Regions from separate parts of the Triticum aestivum genome. Here region 2 is linked to region 1. Evidence: chromatin contacts called from public Hi-C data. All regions are on one chromosome and are shown on one strand. Each heading gives the region's core, a stretch centred on a gene start, on an enhancer-like site or on the middle of the called end of the contact. The rest is flanking DNA. Distances are from core to core; before and after follow the strand shown.

Region 1 (7,578 bases), core at 2,792-5,291:
TATCGTTCAAACCACACAACAACGTACGTTGTTCCCTTTGCCATTATTATGTTACTTGCCCGAGATTCGATCGTATCATCATACCTAGTTCAATCTCGTTACCGGCAAGTCTCTTTACTCGTTCCGTAATGCATCATTCCGTAACTAACTCATTAGTCACATTGCTTGCAAGGCTTAAAGTGATGTGCATTACCGAGAGGGTCCAAAGATACCTCTTCGACAATCGGAGTGACAAATCCTAATCTCGATCTATGCCAACTCAACAAACACCATCGAAGACACCTGTAGAGCATCTTTATAATCACCCAGTTACGTTGTGATGTTTGATAGCACACTAAGTGTTCCTCCAGTATTCGGGAGTTGCATAATCCCATAGTCATAGGAACATGTATAAGTTATGGAGAAAGCAATAGCAATAAACTAAACGATCATAGTGCTAAGCTAACGGATGGGTCTTGTCCATCACATTATTCTCTAATGATGTGACCCCGTTTATCAAATGACAACACATGTCTATGATTATGAAACTTAACCATCTTTAATAAACAAGCTAGCCTAGTAGAGGCATACTAGGGACACTCTGTTTGTCTATGTATTCACACATGTACTAAGTTTCCGGTTAATACAATTCTAGCATGAATAATAAACATCTATCATGATATAAGGAAATATAAATAACAACTTTATTATTGCCTCTAGGGCATATTTCCTTCACTACGTGTGTGCACCTATTATGGACCACCTTAGTCTGCGCCTGGCGAGGCTATCCTGCATGACTCAACGGGCCATAATCTTTAAAAAGGTATATTTAGGGACAATTTCACTAAATCAAATAGTTAGGGGGAATTTTTAACTAAATGGGTAATTGGTGTCACAAATGTGTAATTAGGGGGTTAAAAGTTGAAAATATGTTTTGGATCTTGGGCTTCATGGACCCTGTTATTTTTGAAAACTTGGAAATAAAATTCATATTTTCAAAAAAAAATGTAAGAATAAAATTCTAGATATACATAGACCTTCTACGCATGTGCAAAATTTCTCGCATGTCCGCTTCGTCTCCGGTGACCTTAGGGACATGGCGGCGTGGTGGATCCCGACCCTTGCCGGCGGGAGGGCTCTATTTTTAGATGTTCCTTTGAGTTTTCTTAGGGTTTGTGTTCTGCTGAGAAAGACGAGACGGCGGCGGCTTCTTGAAGATGGAATAAGGTTCTCCCCTCCTAGCCATCATCCCGATGGTGTGTCTAGCATTGTCGGTGGGCGTATGGAGGTGTGTCTCCGATGGATCTGTCCTTAGTGGATTTGCTCAGGTCTGGTTGTAGTACGTCTGTGTTCGTGTGTCTTTAGGTTGGGTCCTTCTGGTCTACGCTACTCTTCATCGGCGGCGTTTAATATTCTGCTGCGCTGGTCCTATGGAGTCTTAACACGATGACTTTCCGACTGTCTGCTACAATAAGTCTTGCCCGGTTCCGGCCAGGGAGGGGCGATGACAGCGGCACGCCTTTGAATCGCTTCAGTTCTTGTAGTCGTCGCTGGGTAGTCTACAGATCTGGATGTTATTTATTTTCTTTTTTTTCGAAACCGAGGCAGAAGATTTGCCTCATATATTAATTAAGGGAGAATAGAGTTTGAAAAACACCTCACAACTGAAATACACCTCAGAACTGAAAAACAAAAAGTGTTACTCTCCCGGTATGATGGTGCCCAATTTTTTTGCCCCGGCGGTTAGCAGAGGATGGCCTCACACTTGACGTTGTTAAGCAATGTTGTTGGAGGCATACTCTTTTGTCGAAATACCCGGGTGTTCCTTTCATTCCAAATGGTGCATCCAATTAGCATGGTGAGGGAGGCCATGGCTTTTTGGTTGGGGTGCTCTTGCTTGATCTATTCACCCACCAATCCTTTATAGAGTCCTCAAGGTGCCAAGTAGATGTGTCAAGGTCTTCAAGATGTAGTCACTCATTAACCAAATTCCATAGGCGGAGGGTGAGACGACATTTGACGAAGAGGTGTAACATGGATTCTTGTTGTCTTCTGCATAGGGGGCAAAGATGACAGTTTGGCCATCCATGACGCGCCAACCTATCAGTTGTCCAGATTCTATCTTGTATTGCATGTCTTGTATTGCGAGCCAAGCAAAAAATTTCACCTTCAGCGGTGCCCAAGCGGTCCAAACCATGTGATCCATAGGGGAGTAGAAGGTTCCCAGGAATTGCGCGAGGTAAGCTGTTGCCGCCGAGTATCGACCATCTGTGGCGTGCTTCCAAGTAATCTCATCTTCCATGTGCTCCTCGAGCGGGAACTCCGAGATAAGTAGCCAGAGTTCAGCAAATTGACGAATGTGGGTCATCCAAAAGTTGGCGGTCATCTTAATTTTCTTGATCCAAGCTCCCTCCTTGAGAGCTTCCCTCACCTCTCAATTTTTTTCTTGTGGAAGCCTCATGGATGAGAGGCCCAATGTCTTTAGGCTTCTTGCCGTGCACCCAAGGCGCTTCCCAGAAAGGAGTCTTGGCACCGTTCCCAATGGTGATAGTAGTGGAGGCATAGAAAAAATTCCTATCCTCGTCATCACAAGGGTTGCCCATGCCGACCCACATCTTAGACGGCTCCGTCCATTTGAACTATAGCCAACATAGTCGAAGGACGTGTGCCGTCTTTAGCACGCCGAGGTTGTAATACCATGATTGAAGATGAATAGATCGGAAGTTTTCTCGCAAAAAAAAAGAGTTTCACTTTTCTTTCTTTTAAATTTCGGGCTTCATGTATCAAAATTTATTAGGAAAATAAACTTGGATATATTTTCATGTAGTTCCGCTACTTCTCTCGAGGTTTCATTCATGGAGCCTGTTGCATAACTTGTTGATTGTGTTTCCTCCTCCTTTTGGCGTCAAAAGATCCTAGAAAGGGCATCACCATTCGTGACTGTGACCAGGTGTGGTTAATAACGTTGTTTTCAACACGGGCATCATCTCTCTTAGGCACGAGTTGTACCCCGCGTGTAAAAGACCTCGTGATGGTGTTTTGGTTCTTCCTAACACTCTCATCACCAGGGTATCTAGATATTTCCCAAACTGTAAACCACGCGATAACAACTTGGTCTAGTTTCATAGTTGTAATCTTAATGTTACTGCAAGAGCATCAAATAATGGCGTGGAACTTACCCCGCCTCAGACCAATTGTCCTGCCACCGTGGTTCACAGCCTTTCATCATCAGCGACAGAAATCACCATCATGACTCTGAAAAGGCAGCCTAGTCGGTAAGAAGAGGGCGTATTGCCTTCTAAAATATGTATTGCACCTAGAGTAAGTGCAACGTATATTTTCAGTGTTTACAAATTAGCCACTTGTTAGAGTTAATTAACTCAACTGAACGCAAGAAAGATCATGGAAAAACATGTGAGATCAAGCTCAGTTTATCTTCCTTGTTTTGTGAGGAGATTCAACCATGCACTGCCTTCCGCGGACAGCGTCGGCTTCGCTTTCACTTCAATGTCGATCACAGATTAACATCAGCGAGACACGGTCCTATTATCTCTTGTGAAGACCTTTTCCTTAACCCTGCTCTAATTAAGGCATGCCTTGTCAGCATAGTCCAAAATATAATCTACTCTATATAACTGAAAGAACATTCTCTCCAGTGCAAAAGTGGGTGATAAAGAAGGTCAATCATGGGAATCATTAGTTTAATCCCCACCAAATTTCCCTCTTTACGTGCCTTGAATCGCACCCCTAATCATCATCACTAAACTCCTTTAAACCGCATGAATAAAAACAGACTTTTGGAGCAGCAGCATGAGCATGACATGAAAGACCAGCACACTAGTGCACTCGTACCGACTGAACTCAAGATTGAGGTGGGGAGGAGTTGCCGTAGAGCAAGGGACACGTTCGCGCGGCCGTATCCTCCGCCCTTTTGACCGCTCGCTCGGTGGCTTCGGCGGACAGCGAGACGTACGGGGACGACCGGTATCGGCGTGCTCAGCTACAGCCAGCCACCGAGGGAGACAGTGGGAGCTTGAGGCTTGGCTTGCTTTCAAGTCAAGTCGTTGGCATTTGGCACCACCTCTCCCGCCTGTATCTTTCTCTCCAGAGCTCGCAGGATCCTATCATTTTAGCTTGGTGAATGCACGTCCCATCATGAGCCGCATCATGGGCTGCGGTTGTGGTGCCGGTGGTTGCCTTGCGCTCCACAGCTTTTGCTGAGCACCTAAAACCGCACCTCGCCCCCCTGCGAGCCCGATCGGCTCACTTCTTGCGTCCGTCCGTGCGTGCGTGCGTGCGTGCATGGAGGAAGCTGGTGGGTGTGCGAGGATGGGTCTGAGAGGGGTGCTGCTCGCTCTGGCCTTGCTGCTCTCGGTGTGCGTGCGAGCAAGCCATGGACTCACGGACAGCCAGGACAGTGAGTACCCTGCCTCATCCATTCTTGCTTAGTTTCACAACTAGTACAATTCATCGATGATGAGACAAGAATTTTGAGCTCTTCTCCTCTTTCTTTACCCAAGTAGTATAACTCACGTGTGCTAACTCTACTACCTTGAGTCGATCGCAGCTTCTGTTCTCCGAGCGCTAATGGATCAGTGGCAGAACTCGCCGCCGACATGGGGACAGTCTGATGATCCCTGCGGTGTTTCGCCATGGGATGGGGTGACATGCAGCAACAACAGGGTGATCTCCATGTAAGTGTCGGCAAAGCTCGACAAGAATTTCACTGCAACTTCCGCCAAAGTGCCAGGTCAACAAAACTTACCATTATTATACAACCGTGTCTTTCAGAAAAGTGTCAACCATGGGCATCAAAGGACTTCTAGCTGCTGACATCGGGCAGCTGACCGAGCTGCAATCCCTGTATGTAGCGGCAGAGCACTAGAGTGTCAAGCTAAACCTTTTCTTCAACATAATCCCTCTTCTTGCAGCTCTGCTTGCATTACTGAGCCATGACATGAGCAATTCTATGTGTATGCAGGGACCTGTCATTCAACAAAGACCTTGGAGGTGTGCTCACTCCGACCATCGGTAATTTGAAGCAGCTTGCAACCTTGTAAGTTTCTAAACGTGCACGGCCTTCTTGTTTTCGGTTAGGTTATGTCACTATGCTCATGTCTTGTACTTTGTGCCGCATGGTTTGAAGGATTCTGGCAGGTTGCAGCTTTCACGGCAACATCCCTGATGAGCTAGGGAGTCTTCCCAACCTATCTTACATGTAAGAGATTCACTGGTGCCCCACAGATGATACTGCACATTTGTGCCACTGTGATTCAGTTTTTGCAGGAAAAAAATGACATTGATCAAACTCTATTTCAGGGCTCTGAACTCGAATCAGTTCTCTGGAAAAATACCAGCATCTCTGGGCAATCTCTCCAGCCTCTATTGGTTTGATGTCGCCGACAATCAGCTGACTAGCCCATTGCCAATCTCATCAAACGGGGGAATGGGTCTAGACAAGCTTACAAAAACCAAACACTTGTAGGTTATACAAGTTGTTTTTTTTTTGGGGTATTGTCATTTCTGAAGCAGAGATGAGAAGTGGAACATATCTCTAACCGTACTGTTTCTGGTGATCTGTAGCCACTTCAATAAGAACCAATTGTCTGGTCCCATCCCAGATGCTCTCTTCAGCCCTGAGATGACACTGATTCATCTGTGAGTTCCCGAAGCCCTCTCTGCCTATAGATTCATCTTTCTCCTGCTTCGCGACATGTGTGCTGACACCTCAAGATATTCGGTGCAGGCTTTTCGATGGAAATAAATTCACCGGTGACATCCCGGACTCTCTTGGGTTTGTTAGTACACTCGAAGTTGTGTAAGTGTCCTTGTCAGACGAAACTCTGCCCAATTCATCTTATTTTGTTGGATGGTCTGCCAGATATGAATCTTCTATATGTTTGTTTGGACAGACGGCTGGATAGAAATTCCCTCTCCGGCCCAGTTCCAGCGAACCTGAATAACCTCACCAAAGTAAACGAGCTGTAAGTTGTCTACGATGCACTGTGTAAGTAAGTGCAAGTACAAAGCTATAGCCATTGTAAGCACATTATCTTCATATATGTTTCAGCAACTTAGCCAACAACCAGCTTAACGGACCGTTGCCCAATCTATCTGGGATGACTCTTCTCAATTATGTGTAAGCACTAAGCAATTTACACCGCAGAAGATTTCTGCTGCTAATTTGTTCGAACCACCAGGCTTGATCTGATAGTAATTCATCTGGTCTAATTGCACCGCAGCGATCTGAGCAACAACACATTTGATCCTTCCCCGAGCCCGCAGTGGTTTTGGAAGTTGCCACAGCTCTCAGCTCTGTAAGTTCCCCTGAAATAACTTTGCAACTTCACAGTATATATGCTTGGATGGCTAAATCTGACAGTGTCTTGTGATGCCAAACCAAGGGTCATACAATCCGGAAGACTCTACGGCACGGTGCCGATGAAGCTGTTCAGCAGCCCGCAGCTGCAGCAAGTGTAAATTCGCGCAAAAACCTTGTCTGCATTTTTTTTTGCACCAAAAAATGGTGAAACTGGTGGGTCTTTGTGGCGAATCTGACAAGGCCTCTTTGCAGGATCTTGGACGGCAACGCGTTCAATGGCACCCTCGACCTGGGGAGGAGCATCAGCAGCGAGCTGAGCATGGTGAGCTTCAAGGACAACGACTTCTCCTCCGTCACGGTGACCTCCAGCTACAACGGCACGCTCGCGTGAGTACCAAGATAGCAGTGGCCAATTCCGGTTTCCAGACAGTGGCAGTGCTGCCATCTTACTTACAAACTCCTGCCACGGCATGGCATCGTTCAGGCTGGCCGGGAACCCGGTGTGCGACCACCTGCCGAACACGGCGTACTGCAACGTGACGCAGCACGCGCCTTCGCCGGCGTACACGACGAGTCTGGTGAAGTGCTTCTCGGGGGCGTGCCCGCCGGAGCAGAGCATGAGCCCGCAGAGCTGCGGGTGCGCGTACCCGTACCAGGGGGTGATGTACTTCCGCGCGCCCTTCTTCGCGGACGTGGGCAACGGCACTGCGTTCCAGGAGCTGGAGAGCAAGCTGTGGACCAAGCTGGAGCTCTCCCCGGGCTCCGTGGCCCTGCAGGACCCCTTCTTCAACAGCGACTCCTACATGCAGGTCCAGGTGAAGCTCTTCCCTTCGGGCGGGCCCTACTTCAACCGCACCGAGGTGATGCGCATCGGCTTCGACCTCAGCAACCAGACCTTCAAGCCGCCCAAGGAGTTCGGCCCCTACTACTTCATCGCCTCCCCGTACCCCTTCCCAGGTCACCAGCGAACAACGATAATACCTTTTACCTGTTGTTTGCTCAACCTTTGAGTACGTACGTATGTGGCTGAGTGAGATACCACCATGTGGGATGTGTGGCTTGCAGATCGGAACGGGCCGGCGTCCAAGAGCAAGGGCGCCATCATCGGGATCGCGGTTGGCTGCGGCGTCCTGCTCATCGCGCTCGTCGGAGCTGCCGTCTACGCGTTCATGCAGAGGCGGCGCGCGCAGAAGGCCACGGAAGAGCTTGGCGGGCCTTTCGGTACGCCTTCTCTTAAAATAAACTTGTCAGAGAACTGAAAGCATTTTCTTCACCGG
Region 2 (7,578 bases), core at 2,708-5,207, 680 kb after region 1:
TACCGCCAAACAGGCTGGCGACAACCTATACAACCCTACCGCCAAGATGCTCGGTGATAGGCACGAGCACACACTGTGTTCAATACTTAAGAGGAATTTGCGGTAGGGCATGCAACCCTACCGCCAGGGACTTTGGTGGTAGGCTGTTATACCCTACCGCCATGGACCTTGGCGGTAGCAAAATGGTCAGATCCCGAATTTTTTTAGACTAGGGTCAGATTTCGATTAAGGGCCTGTTCTGAAGTCCTCCAGCTCCATGCTTCACAACCTAAATGTGCGGAGATGAGTCGAACGTTTTAGCTCCAGGAAGCTAGCTTCGAGAAGCCATTGCCGATCCTAGTGTAAACTAGTAAGCTTGCACGTGCAATGCACGTCTCAAACGATGACCAAATGATATCCACATCAATATAAAAAATGGATGCACGGTATTGTATTGCCGCTCAATTGTATTTTCAACAGTGAGATCGACATCACTATGGTCGTGTTGCTACGTATTGTCAACGGTATTACGACCTGACAACAGGCTATTAAATTAGCTACAGATGCAATACTGAACAATGCTGCGATAAATATCACAAAGTGAGATGGAGCGATAGCTGAATAAGAGTACTTGCAGGGTTTTTCATTGAGCATTTTGTACTGAATATAGCCCCTGAAACATGTGCACTGAATCAGGTTGTACATGATCTGAAAATTGAAGGATAACTTAGTACACCTACAAGTTAATTGGAAGCTAGATAGAAGGTAGGGCACTCTCTTTTCTCTCAGACCTACAAGTGAATTGGAAGCTAGCTAAAGTGCGCATGCTAACTGAATGGTGACTTTTGATATGCGAACTACTAATCTTAGGTACATCTGTATCTTCCTCTCACCTATACATTAGGAGCCAAGCATTAGCAGTAACCAAAGCACGAGAAGCTTGATGGCTGGCATCACAAGAGTCACATCGACCAATGTCTGGGTCAGAGAGCACAAGAGAAGAGGAGAGAACAAAACCGAGAGGGTTACTGAACCGATGGCGAAGAAGATTATAGAGACTCACAGAAGCAGCTATAGCGACAGCAGTGAGGCCGAACTTGAGCAGGGTCATGATCATACTTCTGCGCCACGAAAATAAAGAGTGAGCAACACATACTACTCAGTAAATAGCAAGTTATGTGATGAATATAATATCTGTTGAGCCCATCCACAGAAAAAATCTGAAGTAATAAGAAAAACAAGAATAAACATACATGCATCATTTATGTACAAGAAAATTTTAGCATGATTCGTTCTCTGACAGATAAGTCACATAATCATCGCGTAAGCATAGGGGATAAAAAAACGATATTGAAAAGAAAAGTAAGAAATTGACCCATTATCCTAAGATCTGCAAAAGAAAAATAACGGAGCTAAGGATGATTTGAAGTACTGACCTCCTCTATGACAAGGAATAGCGCCAAGGTCTGATGATTTGAAGCACTGACCTGGTAATATTGGAGCATGCACCAACTCAGTGGTAGAAACTTAGGGACAATCATCCGTCATGCTCAAGCCATTGCGTCTATCACCTCCATGGTTGCCTCCTACGCTTCCACTAAACTGGAGGAGAGCAGTCTGCGTTCATTATTTATCTTCTTAAGATACTAAGTGTTCAATCATAATCACGCAGTTAGCTAAGAACCATACTAATTGATAGAGAAGGGTACAATTTGAATGAATATCTGGTGGAACATATGTATAGAACAAATATCCTAAAGGAAGTACCACAAACATTAACTACCACAACTATGGTATATTATCAATTGGTCCAAGTTCTCCATTGCCACCACATCTCTTTCTTTCTCTCACCACAACAGCAAAAGCAGAAAAAAAATTAAGCGGACTGAAGTTGTTTTGACTGCCTAGATAACAAAATATTGGAGGATATCGCACCAACTTATTGTAGTACCAAATACATGCTGCCTAGATAAAATAGATTGGGGCATTTACTGACAGAGAATATACAACAAAAAATGGTTGAAGAAAACAGAACAAGGATAGAACAGTACACAGACTGTACTTAGTAGAAACACACACACACACACACACGGAGAGAGAGAGAGAGTACACTTGAACTGTTGTTTTTTTAAGTTGACGCCCAAGTTGTCATTGTCGCTGCAGCTCAAGCTCAAGCTCCACGCCTTCCTGGTCTGGTTGTTCGTTGACTTCCTGATGCATGTCGGAGTGGTGCTGATCAGATTCTCAAGCAATGTGAAGAGCGTCGAGCCCGTAATCACATAATTAAGTTATGCACATTTCAACTTACCGGACAACATAAAGGATTTAGCAGATACATTTAAGACTTAGATGCTCTGAATTTCTTCATTTGCAAGAAAAATGATATTGCAAGGTAGATCATTTTCTTGTACAATCAAATCTCCAAAAGCACCTAAATTTCAGTGTACAACCAGAATAAGAATACCTATAACAATATAGGCCTGGAAACTCTTAGTGCAAAGATTAAAACAACATAATTTCCTAAACTTACAAGTTTTGCAGTTTATTTTTAAATCGATTATTTTGTATCTGATTATTTTCTGAATTAATATAGAGTTGGAATAGTTTACATTGATGATTGGCAGTAGTACTTAGTGTCCATCAATATTGCAGGTGTACTGAAGGATATTGATCAAGAGCTAGCTAAACAATTTCATATATGGAGTGAAAATCAAGAAGTACTGGCATTAAGATAATCAGTCAAAGCACATACCAAAACAAAATTTGAAGCAACCGGTCTTCGTAGCAGCCAATTTGTTAAAAAGCTACAAGGCAATATAATTTGTTAACTACATAAGAAAGGACCATTAGATTAGTCATTAGAAGATGATTCTGAAAACAAATTGGAGCCGAAACTGAACCTTGCTGAACCCTCCACTACCTCGCATCGGCACATTCACACGCACTCGCTGCACACTCACAGAGCATTGACTTTGATAATGAGGAAACACCTGATTATTTACTGCAGATGTCCACCTGCAAATCGTTTTTCTAGGGTTAACACTTGCAACTTGCAAGTTATAAAAGCAAAACACAGTGTGTTAGCATTATAAATTTATAACTTGCAGGTAATGAATAATTTGACCCTCCACATACTGCTTGCACTTCCCTTGTGTATTGAGAATGCAATTCAGTTTGCCACATGTGATAATCGTTCCATGAATTGATCAGCGACAGAGGTTGTTTACTATTTGTTATTCAATCAAATAGTCCCAATCAACTTAATACGAAGCAATGTAGAAAAATGCAAGTCACAGCAGGGAGAAAATCTATCAATTGATGAGTTACATATAGAATATCAACGATGCTAAGTGTGTGGTGGGTGCAACGGCAACCTCGTGCGGCATGGAGACAGCGTCAGCTCTCGGGGAAGACAGCTATGAGGCAGAGGTCGTCGACTCGTCTTGGTGGCCATCCTGGGTGAAGTCGACGAGCTACACATGGACGATAGCAGGAGGTGGCAAATCTCACCGGATCCGATCATTGGAAGGCTCAGGATGCCAGATCCGATGCAGAGGAGAGCCTTCCCCTGATCTTCCAGCGCAGAGAATCGGCGGCGCGTTCCGCAATTACGGCTATGGGCGTATAGAGCAGCAACCGACGAAGGGAGAGCGGTCGGCGGCGAGCCCGTGGGGCAGAAAAGGAGGAGCGGCGAGAGCTCGCATCCGTGGGGGCAGCATCCGACCAATAGGAGAGCCTCCGGCGTCGAGACCATGGGGCGGCAGAGGATGAGCGGCCGGAGGAGGCGACGGCGATCCGAGCTCGCGTCCGTCTAGAATTAGAGGAGGAGCGGCGGGCGGCGACGGCGATCCGCGCTAGCGTCTGTGGTGCAGCAGAGAAGGAGCGGCGGGCGGGACGGCGGCCCCGGCCCCTGCGATGCGTCGGTAGCAGAGGAGTGGCGTCGTGCGTGCAGTTTGATGAAGACGTGGGCTACAACATTTTTTCTTTTCTTGAAAGGGGTCATTAGCAGCTAATGGCATGGTGGGTAATTAAAGCCTAAAACGCGTTTAGTATTCTGGAGGGATGTAGACCATCAGATCGTAGGTTTTGATGCATAGAATGATTTGGTTCTTCGCCCTCTTTTTTTTTATAGTGGTAGTAGATACGAAGGAGTTTGAGAAGTTGGGGAATCGTAACTTCACAATCCACAGAAGCTTGGAGTTGGCTGAAGTTACAAAGGTTGCCACCCCCAAGTCAAGAAAACGGTTCGTTTCATCTCTCTTCTCCCATTTTTCATCTCGTGGAAACATGTTCAGCGTGTCTCTCCTTCCATTTTGGGCTGCATGCAGCCCATTTAACGACTTTTATCCAACCCAACATGGCGCAACACTCGCAGGAAGTCCAAGTTGGCGATGGAGAAGCTGTTTTCAGTGCAGAACGGACATGAATTGCTGCGTGGAGCGAGAAGTTAGGTTGAGAAGCAGAATTTTTAGAGTTGAGAGAGTTGGGAGGACTTTAGAACGGGCCCTAAGTTTCAGAAAATGGTTAAAACATGAAATTTAGACCATCAGCGTCAAATGTCTTTGTGCACTGTTTTCGATTCAATAGTCTATGTGATCACTTAAAATTGAAAACATGATCTTCCGCACGCTTTGAAGACGCCCTTTAGAATTTACTTTGCCCTAAGCTTTGCACGCAGCGCATAATCTGACATTGCTACGTTTTCCGGAAAAGACCGTGTTTCTAAACTAGGCCTGGGCCAAGGAGAAACCGCGGTGCAATCACATCAAAGTGGGCCACACACACCATCCTAGCCGTCCAAGTTGGCCGCAGGGCGGCCGAAGGGGCCTATCCGCAAAAAGCCGCGCCCATGGTGCGGTGGGGGTGCGCGGTGCGCCTCCCCCCGGCAACTGGTGGGCGTCGTCCTCCTCTTGTGCGCACCAGGTTCCTCCTCCCCTCTCTCTCCCCAGCCAGAATTCCCCCTTGCTGTCATCTCCTCCCCCCAAAGCCGCACCGATCCAGCAGCTTCCTCACAACCCAACCCAGGTACGGACTGGCCGTCTCTCCCCCAATTCCTGAATCCCCCCCTCCTCTCTCCAGGTCCAATCCACGCCGTCTAGCTCGCCCGTCGCTTCCTAGCTCGTCGTGTCGGCGTGATCGGCTCCGCGGAGGCGAATCGGACCGACGGGACAGGAGCGGAGGAGAGCGCGCGCGGGGGCGGGGGGCGGGGGGCGGGCACACAGGGTTTCTCTAGGGTTCTGATCGCGACATGCTTTGCTGGTGCGGGGGTCCTAGGTGAGAGTTTTGCGAGGAGCGGTGGTGGCACACGTGCTCGTGAGTTGTGGGAGTACGTGATGTTGCCGGTACGGAAAATGATTGGGGATTTGGTGGGGCTGGGAGCTGTGGGAGGTGTTATGGGAGAATTAGGTGCCCTTGTGATTGTCCTGCCCCCTCTGCCTACAGTTGCCTGTCCCCTGGGGTTTAATTCAGATCCTCCTGTATGGGCTTTAGACAGTGCCTGTCATCCTGCGAGTTAATAGCACATAGTACCACATGCGTACCAAGATGTGTTTCCTTGTTTGACTATATATATATGGTGTCATACATAGATTGCACAGTGAATAGAAACCTGCCATTTTCTTTTGTTTTTCTGTTGAAAAAGGGCATTTGTTGTTGTATTATGAAGCTTCAGAGCGTGAATAAAAGTTGCGTTATCGATGGTAGAAAGATGGTCATTGCCCCACATCAGGACATACGTATGGTAGCGTCTTCTCTAGAGGATCCTGCATGCGTGTGTCTATGCAGAAACATGACCCGGTTTCTAGCTTCAAAGGAAGTATTGACTTTACACTTGAGAGATGGTAAAAAAAGCGCTCCTTTGGGATTGCAATGTGGTTTAATCTGCTTCTGTTCTATTACTTTTTTTTGAAGCATCACAATGGTAATACTAATTGAGGGCCTAGTATTCTTTCTCATAATTTATCTTGTGATCTGTCATTGGAGTAGACAAAAATATGGCTTAGAGAAGAAGGAGAAGGACAAATGATATATTAATAATTTAATATGTTGCTGGCCACCAGTACGCAACTTTATGACTCTTGCTAACACGTTTTATGATGTTGCCATTTCTTTGTTTTTTTGCTCGTGAGATCCTGATCACACTAGTTAGATTGTTACTTACTCATGGTTGATTTCAGGGTGCAGATATGCATGCTTGATATAGCTACAGTTGCCTATGTTTATGATGGTTACAATTCGTACGGTGTAACCATAGGTTCCCTTTATTAACTCTTCATTTCTTAACCTGTGGTAGATTAATGGATTAACATTTGTGCTAAGGTTATTCTGTAGGAACATATCAAAATCAATTTATGGGAAAGACACAACGCTTGTGCACAATTCTTGATGAGGAGGTGTGATCTGAGACAGTCTCACAACAGCAGGGTTTCTGGAGGAATGTCATCCTCTTTACCTATTCTGCCAAATTCTCTGAAAGAAACCTTCCATGGGCCTTACAATCCGCAGCTCACTCCGATGCAAAGGCAACTGACGAGTGATCTTGTGCCCTTACATCAGAGTGCACTTCCATCTGCTACTTTGCACCCAAGAGCTGGTGCTATGAGATCATCATATGCAGCCTCATTAGGATACTCACCTAATCCTCTGGATTCTGCGCCTAACCATGAGAGGCAGTCTATGGTTGCTCCTTTTGCTCCTCAGCCATCAGATATCGAAGTATTTCAGACCTTATCTAATAATATCCCTGGAGGTCACACTGGGGCAACTTGGTTCCCAGGTTCGGCTGATGGTTTATCAGATTACAGGGATAACATCCCTGCTTCTGGTAGTCAGATCCAGAACGGCGGTCCTGCTGTGACATCTGATGTGGTTGCTAAACAAAATGAATGGTGGGCAGAAATAATGAATGATGATTGGAGAGATATTCTAGATGCAACGGCTGCTGATCCCCAGTCAAAGGTATGCAAATGAAACGGCATAAAGAGTCATCGTGGCAGCTCTGTCTTGGGTTCTGATAGTTTAGAAGTAATCTGTAATTTTTTTGTTTATTATGACATATTAGCCAACCTTGTGAAGTTGTAATTTCACGTAAGCTCTTTGCCAGTGCATATACTGGTATTATGATATCATTTTTGTGTGGCCAACCTAGATACCTTAATGTATGTCAATTTTAAAGTTAAGAGGAAGTTTTGACTTACTGTATACTTCTCGGGCCATACTTCCATTTACACATTGGGGCATACTTCTTGGGGCCTCTTTAAACAGTGTAGGTAACCATCCCTTCCTCTTATTGGAAGTTTAAAACTGATGTGTAGTAGGTTTTGTTAGAGTGATGGTTAGGGCACCAGTAAATGATTTCTTGTTTGCACTGTTCAAAGAGGGTCGTTATTAGATCGACTACTAGAGTTTACATTAGAATCTTGTAATGAATGTTCATGACTTGATATGAGTGTCTCTCTCCGCAAATTCTTCTAAGGGATATATGCTGCTTCTTCTCTAATTCTCTTTGGCACAAAATAGAAATATGCGGTCCACTTAATTTTAAGGTGGAGGTCTCTTAACTTGTTGGAGTTGGAGTTGGAGTTTCTAGAGTGATATTTG

Evidence for each region. A called contact is a pair of places that touch in the nucleus more often than the background predicts.
Region 2: a contact with region 1 is called in a Hi-C map of leaf, with 7 times the contacts expected there. The contact joins the promoter of LOC123085760 here to the promoter of LOC123085757 in region 1. A contact is called at or near these places in 2 of 5 Hi-C or Micro-C datasets (both in leaf).

Annotation. Positions count from the first base shown.
Region 1 is chr4A:175,624,602-175,632,179 of IWGSC CS RefSeq v2.1, forward strand. LOC123085757 (leucine-rich repeat receptor protein kinase HPCA1) reads left to right here and starts at 4,042. Exons shown (of 18, transcript XM_044507455.1): 1 at 4,042-4,396; 2 at 4,547-4,673; 3 at 4,771-4,842; 4 at 4,961-5,035; 5 at 5,126-5,197; 6 at 5,299-5,460; 7 at 5,563-5,637; 8 at 5,726-5,797; 9 at 5,892-5,963; 10 at 6,050-6,118; 11 at 6,222-6,296; 12 at 6,384-6,455; 13 at 6,554-6,688; 14 at 6,786-7,258; 1 more. The coding sequence starts at 4,282.
Region 2 is chr4A:176,304,040-176,311,617 of IWGSC CS RefSeq v2.1, forward strand. LOC123085760 reads right to left here and starts at 3,958. Exons shown (of 6, transcript XR_006439873.1): 1 at 3,354-3,958; 2 at 2,880-2,994; 3 at 2,732-2,783; 4 at 2,288-2,410; 5 at 1,416-2,190; 6 at 598-1,100. LOC123085762 (protein PHOSPHATE STARVATION RESPONSE 1) reads left to right here and starts at 4,796. Exons shown (of 8, transcript XM_044507462.1): 1 at 4,796-4,902; 2 at 6,310-6,936. The coding sequence starts at 6,364.